Linked DNA regions of Mus musculus: all the other regions are linked to region 1. Evidence: chromatin contacts called from public HiChIP or PLAC-seq and promoter capture Hi-C data. All regions are on one chromosome and are shown on one strand. The core of a region is the stretch at or near the end of the contact, and the rest is flanking DNA. Distances in the headings are between cores, read along the strand shown. Region 1 holds the start of 1300002E11Rik (RIKEN cDNA 1300002E11 gene). Region 2 overlaps Igf2bp2 (insulin-like growth factor 2 mRNA binding protein 2). Region 3 holds the start of Vps8 (VPS8 CORVET complex subunit).

Region 1 (2,700 bases), core at 12-2,511:
GGGTGAGTAGAATCTCAGGGCTGTCCAGGAATTGTGAAAAGATTTAAACGTGAACAAACATAAATTTTTACTGCAAAAAAAGCGGTTTACTTTTGGAGTGTTCAACTGACTTGAAGAAAAGCTCCGATTTAAAATCAAAAGATGCTTACTAGTTTCTTAGGGAAAACACAACCATGCAACATAAATTCATTGTCTACTAACCCCACTCTATCCAATCTAATGACACATTTTGGGAACCTCTCAAGATCTGCCTTTTATTTGATAGCCCGTGCACACAGCCACATTCCTGGGGCTACGCGTAGGTGGTGACTCTTGCTGAGATCTGATTACACAGCACATTATAGCATCTGCACTGTATTTCATTTGATAGCCCAAACTTGGTGGTTACAATACTTGTTTTTTGTGGGGTGCATATGTACACTCTTCATAATATTTAATGGCGCCTTTAACAAAGGAAACACTTTAATCTTCAAGGGTTGGGGGGGGAATTGGGAGCTGCTACAATCGTTCCTTGGGTCTATACACAGCAGGTGGAGCCCGACTACATATTTATAAATTACTGTTTTTATATTCGTTGTAACTCTTATCCATCTTTTAAATAGTTTACCAACATAATAAATCTTTAAGAAAAAGAAAACTTACACTGCTAAAAAGAAAGCATTTATAACACCAGCTACCAGTACGGTGCGACAACCGCGGCTAATTATTCGATAACCTCCCTGGTATCGCACAGTTCTTCCCAGAAAAGTAAAGGCAGCCTCAAGAAGCCAGACAAGCGCCTTATCCTCTCCACCAAGAGATTAGGACCCATTTGTACATTTCACTAACTTTAAAACAAAACGGGTCAGGATTTTCTTCTGCACCCGCGTCATAGGGCAGGGAGGGGGCAAGCAAAGTAACCGGGAGTCGCGTTTGCAGAGGCGGGATGCTGACACCCGGGATGCACTCAGCAGCTGCGCCAGTCGGGCTTCGCACTCTGTCCAAACCCTTTCCAGCAGGTGTCCACCTCTCTCTCCCAAGACCTATAGGAGACCGGGTCGCTGACCCCTACTCCATCCCGGGCTCAGGAGTAGGCAGCGAGCCCAGCTGAGCGCACCGCAGCTGCCCCAAAAGCCATGTCGCCAACTCCCTCTAGCGCCGCTAGGTTCCTAGAAGACTTACTTCTTCAAAGCGCTCGGCCCGAAGCCGAGTCCGCACGCCCGCAAGCCTTCCTCCCACCGCGTTCCTCCTACAGCGCTGGACACCCACCCCAGCGCAACCCCAATGCGCAGGCGCCACCTCTGCCTCCACAGCTTCCGCGTATGACGTCACTTCCGACACACGGCTCAGCAGTGGGCTCCCGTGGTTTTAGCTTGCGGGTCCTGGGCTGAGTGACCCAATTCCTTTATTCTACAGACTCGTCCATGCTGAAATTTACCGCTCCAATCCGAATTAGCGGGGCGTTTGGACAAATCACGAGATTGTCGAGTCCCACGTCTCTGCCGGGTGTCGGCCTCTGAGATTGTGATTGCTGGCTGCAGTGCTGCCCCTTTCACTTCTGAGGGTATTGGTGTTGTGTTACAAGGGCAACCTGTCCCAACCGTGTAAAACACCAGTACCCACAACCTGAAGCTGTTGTGTTACTTGAGGTAATGCATAGAACGTTCCAGCATACTGCAATGAACATTAACAGGTTTTTTGTTTTGTTTTTTTTTCTAATGATGTGATATACTCTCTTGTTTCCGCACTGGAACACATACGTGTATAGCAGACTGGAACTACTTTTGTTCAGTGGTTAGCTGATGATACTGGGTACCTTCTCCTCGATAGACAGACCGACAGACAGACAGGTTGATATCTCAACTTGATTGAAAACATTTGCTGAGTTACCTTGCTAAGGGGGGGGGGGGGGAGGAGAGGCACCAGGACTATAATGACAGACCTCAGGCTGTCCCTGAAAGTAGACATACTCATCAATAAGAAAGTCTCTGTGTGTGTGTGTGTCCACAAACCTCATACTGACCCAGAAAAGCAGGGAGCTGTCTTTGTTTTTAACTGGTTAATAGGAACAAAACTACAGACCTCTGCAGTTCCAGAAGGTTAGCAGGCTATGAATGTACTACCACTGACTAGGCATGGTTTCATTTCCTCTGTGGTGGTTGTACTGGCTAGTTTTGTGTCAACTTGACAAAGCTGGAGTTATCACAGAGAAAGGAGCTTCAGTTGAGGAAATACCTCCATGAGATCCAACTGTAAGGCACTTTCTCAATTAGTGATCAAGGGGGAAAGGCCCCTTGTGGGTGGGGCCATCTCTGGGCTGGTAGTCTTGGGTTCTAAAAGAGAGCAGGCTGAGCAAGCCAGGGGAAGCAAGCCAGTAAAGAACATGGCTTCTGCATCAGCTCCTGCTTCCTGACCTGCTTGAGTTCCAGTCCTGACTTCCTTGGTGATGAACAGCAGTATGGAAGTGTAAGCTGAATAAACCCTTTCCTCCCCAACTTGCTTCTTGGTCATGATGTTTGTGCAGGAATAGAAACCCTGACTAAGACAATGGTTCAAAGAAACATCTCAACTTGTTGTTTAGAAAGATGACAAAGCAAGCTAGTAGTAGTGTTGAAATGTGGGTGATGGGTCAGTTTTGCAAATAACCCAGAATAACACCTCAGCCCAATGACTTTTGTTGTTTTCTGATCAGGTCTCCTGATATAGCTCCAACTGTTCTCC
Region 2 (2,700 bases), core at 77-2,576, 330 kb before region 1:
TTACAGTCATTTACTTGTGTGTGTGTCCATGTGTGCACACACATGTGTGGAGGTCGGAGAACAACTTGGGCAACTTGATTTGCATCTTCTACCATGAGGATCTCAGAGATCAGTTCGGGTCATCAGGCTCAGAGACAAAAACATTTACCTGCCGAGCCATTTTGCCAGTTCTAACTTGCTTTCTGTAGCTTTGCCCTGGCTATATTTTCTGTACACAAATACAGTTGGAATACGAAACTGAATAGCTGCTTTAAAATACTATCATGAGGATACATGAAACATTACTTTTCAATGAGTCAGTAAGCAGATGGGTAAAACCACACACCTTTCATCTGTGCAGTTGGTTCTCTCTCTTTTCTTTCTTTTTTCTTCCTTTCCTTCCCCTTTCTTTCTTTTGAGACGGGGATTCTCTGTGAAGCCTTAGCTGTTTTGGAACTCACTGTGTAGACCAGGCTGGCCTCTAACTCACAGAGATCGTCCTGCTTCTACCTCCCAAGTGCTGGGGTTGTCTCTCTCTTTTTATTTGGGTTCTGAGGCTGGGACCAAGGTTGCCAGGATTGCCTGCAAGCCCCTGCCCCTAGCTCCCTGCTTCATAAAGAGTCTAACAGCATACTTGAAGCATAGACTGGTTGGTTACCTTATGCTTTTTCCAAGCTTTGCAGTCTGGTGTGTCTCTTGTAAATTTTTAACTTCTTTTCTTGGAGGGGATTGTGTCAAGTCTTACTGTGTAGTCCAAGCTGGCCTCCAACTCGTGGTGAGCTCCCTACCGTGACCTCTCAAGCCTAGGACTGATGGTGCCTCAGTTGATGGCTACTTAAAATCCTTTCAGGCTTCTTTGCTTTTTTCTGTTCTGTGCAGTCTGTCAGGTTTTAAAAAGCCCTTGTCACCTGTTATAGTAAGAACAACACAGCTGTAGAAACTTCTCCTCGTGTGCGTTTGCTGGATGGGTAGCCCCTCCGGTGTGACTCACGGGTCCTGAGGAAGATAAGTAGTGCTGACCTGAGTCGGCCACTCACTGGTCAGCCAGCTCCGATCACCTCTGCCTCCACACCCTGGCTCCACAGTCAGGCATTTATCTTCCTGTCAAGTTTCCTTGGAGTGAGAGCCTGCAGGCTTGTAACTCAAGATGCAAAGGAAACACTGTAACACTTAAAATGCTGTGCGGGTGGACCCTGTTGCTTTCCTTACACAGTATGGTGAGCCTGTGTCCTTTGATTTTGCCTATCATGACAAAGCCTGTTTTCCCAGGTCAGGGTGAATCCCCAGAGAAGCCCCAAGAAGTAGGGTTTCCCCTAGCCAGGCTTCCTCTTAACTGTGTAGTGGTGCCTGGTAGGCAGGAGTAGCAGCTTCATTTCTGAGTGAGCTGTACACCCACAATCTCCCTTCTGCTGAGACAGCATTGTGGATGAATGAGGCTAGGAAGGAGACCATCAGAAGCCATGTTCATGGACCTGGCACAAATCACTAGGGCTGACCTTACAGAGGGAAGAATGTAGTAGCCACCATTGAAGGAAAGTCTGAAAAAATAGTTCATTCGTTCATTCATTCATTCACAGTTTGGTCAATGTCTACTAGGCTGTATGTAAGCATGACCCCCCACACACACACACACCCCCAGTGCTGACTTTAAAAACTTGTGGCCTCCATGCCCGGCTTATTTCGTATCTCTTGAGACCTGGCTTTGTCTATGCATACAGAGAACTGGAGAATAAATAACGAAGCAGTGGCTTTAAAACTGAATGTCCTCCTTTGGTCAGTTGGCTCCAGCATTTAAGAGTTCATGCTTTGAGAACCTTTGTTGCCCCTTCATAACTTTGTGAGTTTAAAGCTTTAAATAAAAAGGGCTTATTGATCTGCGAGAAGCCTCAGAGTGTGGCCCTCCACCACTAGAGGGCAGCGCGGCCTTAGTCACATGATCTGAACCTGTCGCTTTGCTGGAAGCTTCCTTCTCTTCTGTATTCCCTTCCTAAGGGATTGCTATATGCATCCCTTAAAATATAATGTAAACAAAAAGTATTTAATATCAAATGATCTCTTGAAATAGCTAAATTGTTAGCTTTCTAAAAGGGTTTAACATGCAGTCATTTATCCTCATTATCATGTTTTGTTCTAAGTTCATGAGTCCTGAGGAAGCCTTCACATCAGGGCTCGAGGAGTGAAGGCCCTCCCCACACCCCCTTTTGTGCCTCAGGACATCTCTCCCTGGGGAGTCTTCTTACTGGCTTCTTGTGGGCCTGTGGGGATCTGTAACAGCAGCATTCTCTTGGGAACAGGGGGTTAAGTACAGTTTATACTGTTTTGATGCCCCCAAGCTTGTAAACACCCTTTTGTTTCCTGTACTTTGCAGATGAGTAGAGAGATGTGTTTCTCTCAAGAAATAATACTTTCCCTTTTTCCCATGAAGGCACTGGTGTCCTTTAAGGGGTAGGGAATCTGATTTTGTCCACATTTTACATCTTTAATGTGTAAATTCCTGGATGTGGGATTATTGTGTGGAAGAGTGTAATCATAAAGGGACTTGATAGTTACTACCAAATCAGTTTCCCAAAAGAGTATAGGAAAACATTTTTGCCCTAACATATATTCCAGGACTACACTCCCCATTTCAACGTCTTCATCTTCATGGTATTTTATAATTACAAACAGTTTTCTAAGTAGTGGATCCTTTTATTTCTACTTCAGAAGTACATTCCTAGTCGG
Region 3 (2,700 bases), core at 105-2,604, 370 kb after region 1:
CCTTGAGCAATAGGTCCTGTCTCAAAATAGAGGGGTGGGAGAGATGGCTCAGCGATTAAAAAGGTATACTGCTCTTATATAGGGCCAGAGTTTGGTTCCCAGCACCAACACGGGGTAGCTCACAACAGCTCGTAACTCCAGCTCTAGGGCCTTACTTCTCCTATCCCAATGGCTAAAATGTTTATGGACTAGTGGGGATAACACTAAGAGTCACTAAGAAACCCCCAAATTCTGGAAGACAGAATGCACTCAACGACTGCCAACAGTCCAATTACAAAAGAAACATATAAAGAAAAAAAAATCAGCACCTTATTCTGTTAGAGGTCTGTAAAGAATTTTCTCACATAACTCAGTCACTTCCCGCATACAAGGCTCAACAGTTCAAACAAAACTGCTCCATTTATCTTTATTGTGTATTCTACAGACCAGGTCAGCTAGTGCTAGAGGAGTCAATACTTTTCTGCTTAGATGTCAACGTGAGCAAACCCATGACTTAAACACATGTGGGTTCCCCCATCCTCAATCTATATTGGAAGCACTTCAAACACAGAAGTGTAACATAAACCCACACACAACGATGTGCAATTTTCTCCCAAACAGAGACACCTGGAACAGAGTTAGCGGCACTAGCCAACATCTGTGCTTACGTTACTTGGGCTTTTTGGGGGGGGTTAGGGGGTGGGGTGTCCAGTAGAGTGGGCAGTACAGTAACAAGCATTCTGGCAAATAGAGCCCCGCCTACTTATGAGAAGGCTCCAGCAGCTACTCCGGATAAGCCAGTACAATCCTTCCATTGAAACATGTCCACTTAGTACACCCAAACTCTGGATTGCCGCGTGCCTCTGTCCCCCGAGTGCCACACCTAGACAACAAGCCAAGGCACAGGGGTGCCCCCCACCTTGCGGCCCTCGGATTGGGGCACACCTGGCAGGAGGCGAGGAGGAAGCGGCAGCACGGGCTGCACGTCAGTCGGACCGGGTGAGAACCTCCACGCCGTGCGGCGGGCGTGGGAGGGACAGCACCCACCTCCCGGCCGCAGTCCGGGCGTGAGCGCGCCAGTCCGGTATCCCCGCAGGCGGCCGGACCCGGGTGGAAACTGCTAACCTAGTGCGAAGTCAGACTCCTGAGCCAGCCCGCGGTGGCCACAGGGTCTGCGGGAGCCACTGGGGCGCAGCTCCGTCTGCGCACCCCTGCCGCGCCGGCCCGCACCCGCCGCCCCGCCCCACCCGTTCGGAATACGTGTTACCTGAGCCGGCGTCTGCCTTGACGGGACCCCAGCACACGTGACCCCGCGGAGGCCAGCCCACGCACGCGCAGTCTCGGCAGCTGGCGGGCGCGCTTCCGCTCTCTTCCCCAGAGACGCCCTGCACTGGGCGGTGCGAGCCTCTGCGTCACGCCCTCCTTAAAGGGAGACTCTGTCCGGCCTCCAGGGACGCTCAAGGAGCCCTGGCATCTGAGCCGGAGGAGTCTAGCAAATAGAGGTCCTCAGATTAAAAGGAACGTCCCTTTCAATCAGCTCACCTGAACTTCCATAAACTCACCCCAAAACGAGGTGTCAAGGATCGTCCAGCCATCAGGCGCGCAGGAGCCTGAGGCAGAAGGAGCATATTGAGTTCAAACTAGTCTGGGATACCGACACAGACCTGTCTCAGATTCGACAAATAGATAAATGGATGGATGGATACACAGTGCAGGGTTAGGAGTGGATATGGAATTCGTTTCGTTGGATTTGGTAGTGTCCACTAATTCGTTTTCTTTTGAAAGGTGAACACAGAATTGCTGGGTTTTGGTGGGTAATTTTGGGGGGAAGGGGAAACATTGTTTTTGCAAATAAGGATGGATACTGAAAACTTCTTTTCCAAATTATCATTTTTAGTTGTCATTGTTCCATCAAAAAATAATAGAGTGGGTCACATTATTAAATAGAGAAGGCATCTTTTTTTTCCCTAATATGCTACTGGAAAAAGCTATTTCAGGATAGTTTGGCGTTTACAATTGCCACTATATGGTATCATTAACCCAAGGAGGCAGATAACATAGTTGTTGGACTTGTCTGTGAGGGAGAAATGAGGAGGGAGAGTGTGGGAAGATACCTCAGGAGGAGTTACATTGAGTATCAACCAGGCTCACTGTAGGTCTGTCCTGTAAGTACATTAGGACTGTCAGTAAAGGCCAGCTGATCACAGTGACATAAAGAAACTATAGGGCTGTCATTTTTAGGGTCACGGATGAAGGAAAATAATCAACACCTTAGCTAAAAAAAAGGGGGGGGAGCAGGGAGTGAGGAGACTTCTGTAGGCAGGAGCCAGAGAGACTGCCTAACTGAGGGAACAGTGGGATTAGTTACAAGCCAAGGTGAGTTTAGGGACAAGTTGCTAGCCTGATGTGGCTAGGGTACAGGCAGTGGCTTCCAAACATCTTTAATAATCACTCACAGAAACACATTTCAGCCATGACTCTGTGTGTGTGAGTGTGTGTGTATGAGACACACACACACAGAGAAAGAGAGAGAGAGAGAGAGAGAGAGAGAGAGAGAGAGAGAGAGAGAGAGAGAGACCCGTCTAAAGTAGGTTAGACAGAATGGTGACACCAGAACCCTGAGCCCTGAGTGACAGAGAATTGTTAAAGTTCTGGGAAGAACGGAATTCAGCTGACACATTGGGGAATGGGGCTATAGGACATGAAAAATGGGAAGATTGT

Evidence for each region. HiChIP or PLAC-seq counts read pairs in DNA pulled down with a chosen protein or histone mark. Capture Hi-C pulls out chosen DNA fragments and counts their contacts.
Region 2: an H3K4me3 HiChIP or PLAC-seq map of the SCID.adh cell line shows a contact between it and region 1, with 4 times the contacts expected there. The contact joins the enhancer-like site here to the promoter of 1300002E11Rik in region 1. A contact is called at or near these places in 8 of 39 promoter capture datasets (the C10 cell line, the HPC-7 cell line, HPC-7-derived erythroid cells and 5 more), 9 of 115 datasets of contacts at active chromatin or transcription factors (the SCID.adh cell line, T-cell acute lymphoblastic leukemia, embryonic stem cells and 4 more) and 1 of 9 other capture datasets (embryonic stem cells).
Region 3: a promoter capture Hi-C map of adipose tissue shows a contact between it and region 1. The contact joins the promoter of Vps8 here to the promoter of 1300002E11Rik in region 1. A contact is called at or near these places in 2 of 39 promoter capture datasets (the C10 cell line and pre-B cells), 3 of 484 Hi-C or Micro-C datasets (CD4 T cells, CD8 T cells and regulatory T cells), 3 of 115 datasets of contacts at active chromatin or transcription factors (the SCID.adh cell line, effector CD8 T cells and memory CD8 T cells) and 2 of 9 other capture datasets (adipose tissue and liver).

What each region holds. Positions count from the first base shown.
Region 1 is chr16:21,792,908-21,795,607 of GRCm38.p6, reverse strand. It overlaps 1300002E11Rik (RIKEN cDNA 1300002E11 gene), which reads right to left and starts at 1,261. Exons shown (of 3, transcript NR_037958.1): 1 at 1,162-1,261.
Region 2 is chr16:22,123,052-22,125,751 of GRCm38.p6, reverse strand. The region is part of intron 2 of Igf2bp2 (insulin-like growth factor 2 mRNA binding protein 2); the gene reads left to right. Among named protein-coding and RNA genes, the nearest start is that of Igf2bp2, 39 kb to the left of the region's middle. Within about 2 kb of position 1,326, at least 27 of the 459 cell types and tissues checked have an H3K27ac peak or open chromatin away from gene starts, as enhancers often do. A contact at or near this core is called in the SCID.adh cell line, where this site is marked.
Region 3 is chr16:21,421,772-21,424,471 of GRCm38.p6, reverse strand. It overlaps Vps8 (VPS8 CORVET complex subunit), which reads right to left and starts at 1,354. Exons shown (of 47, transcript NM_001285893.1): 1 at 1,247-1,354.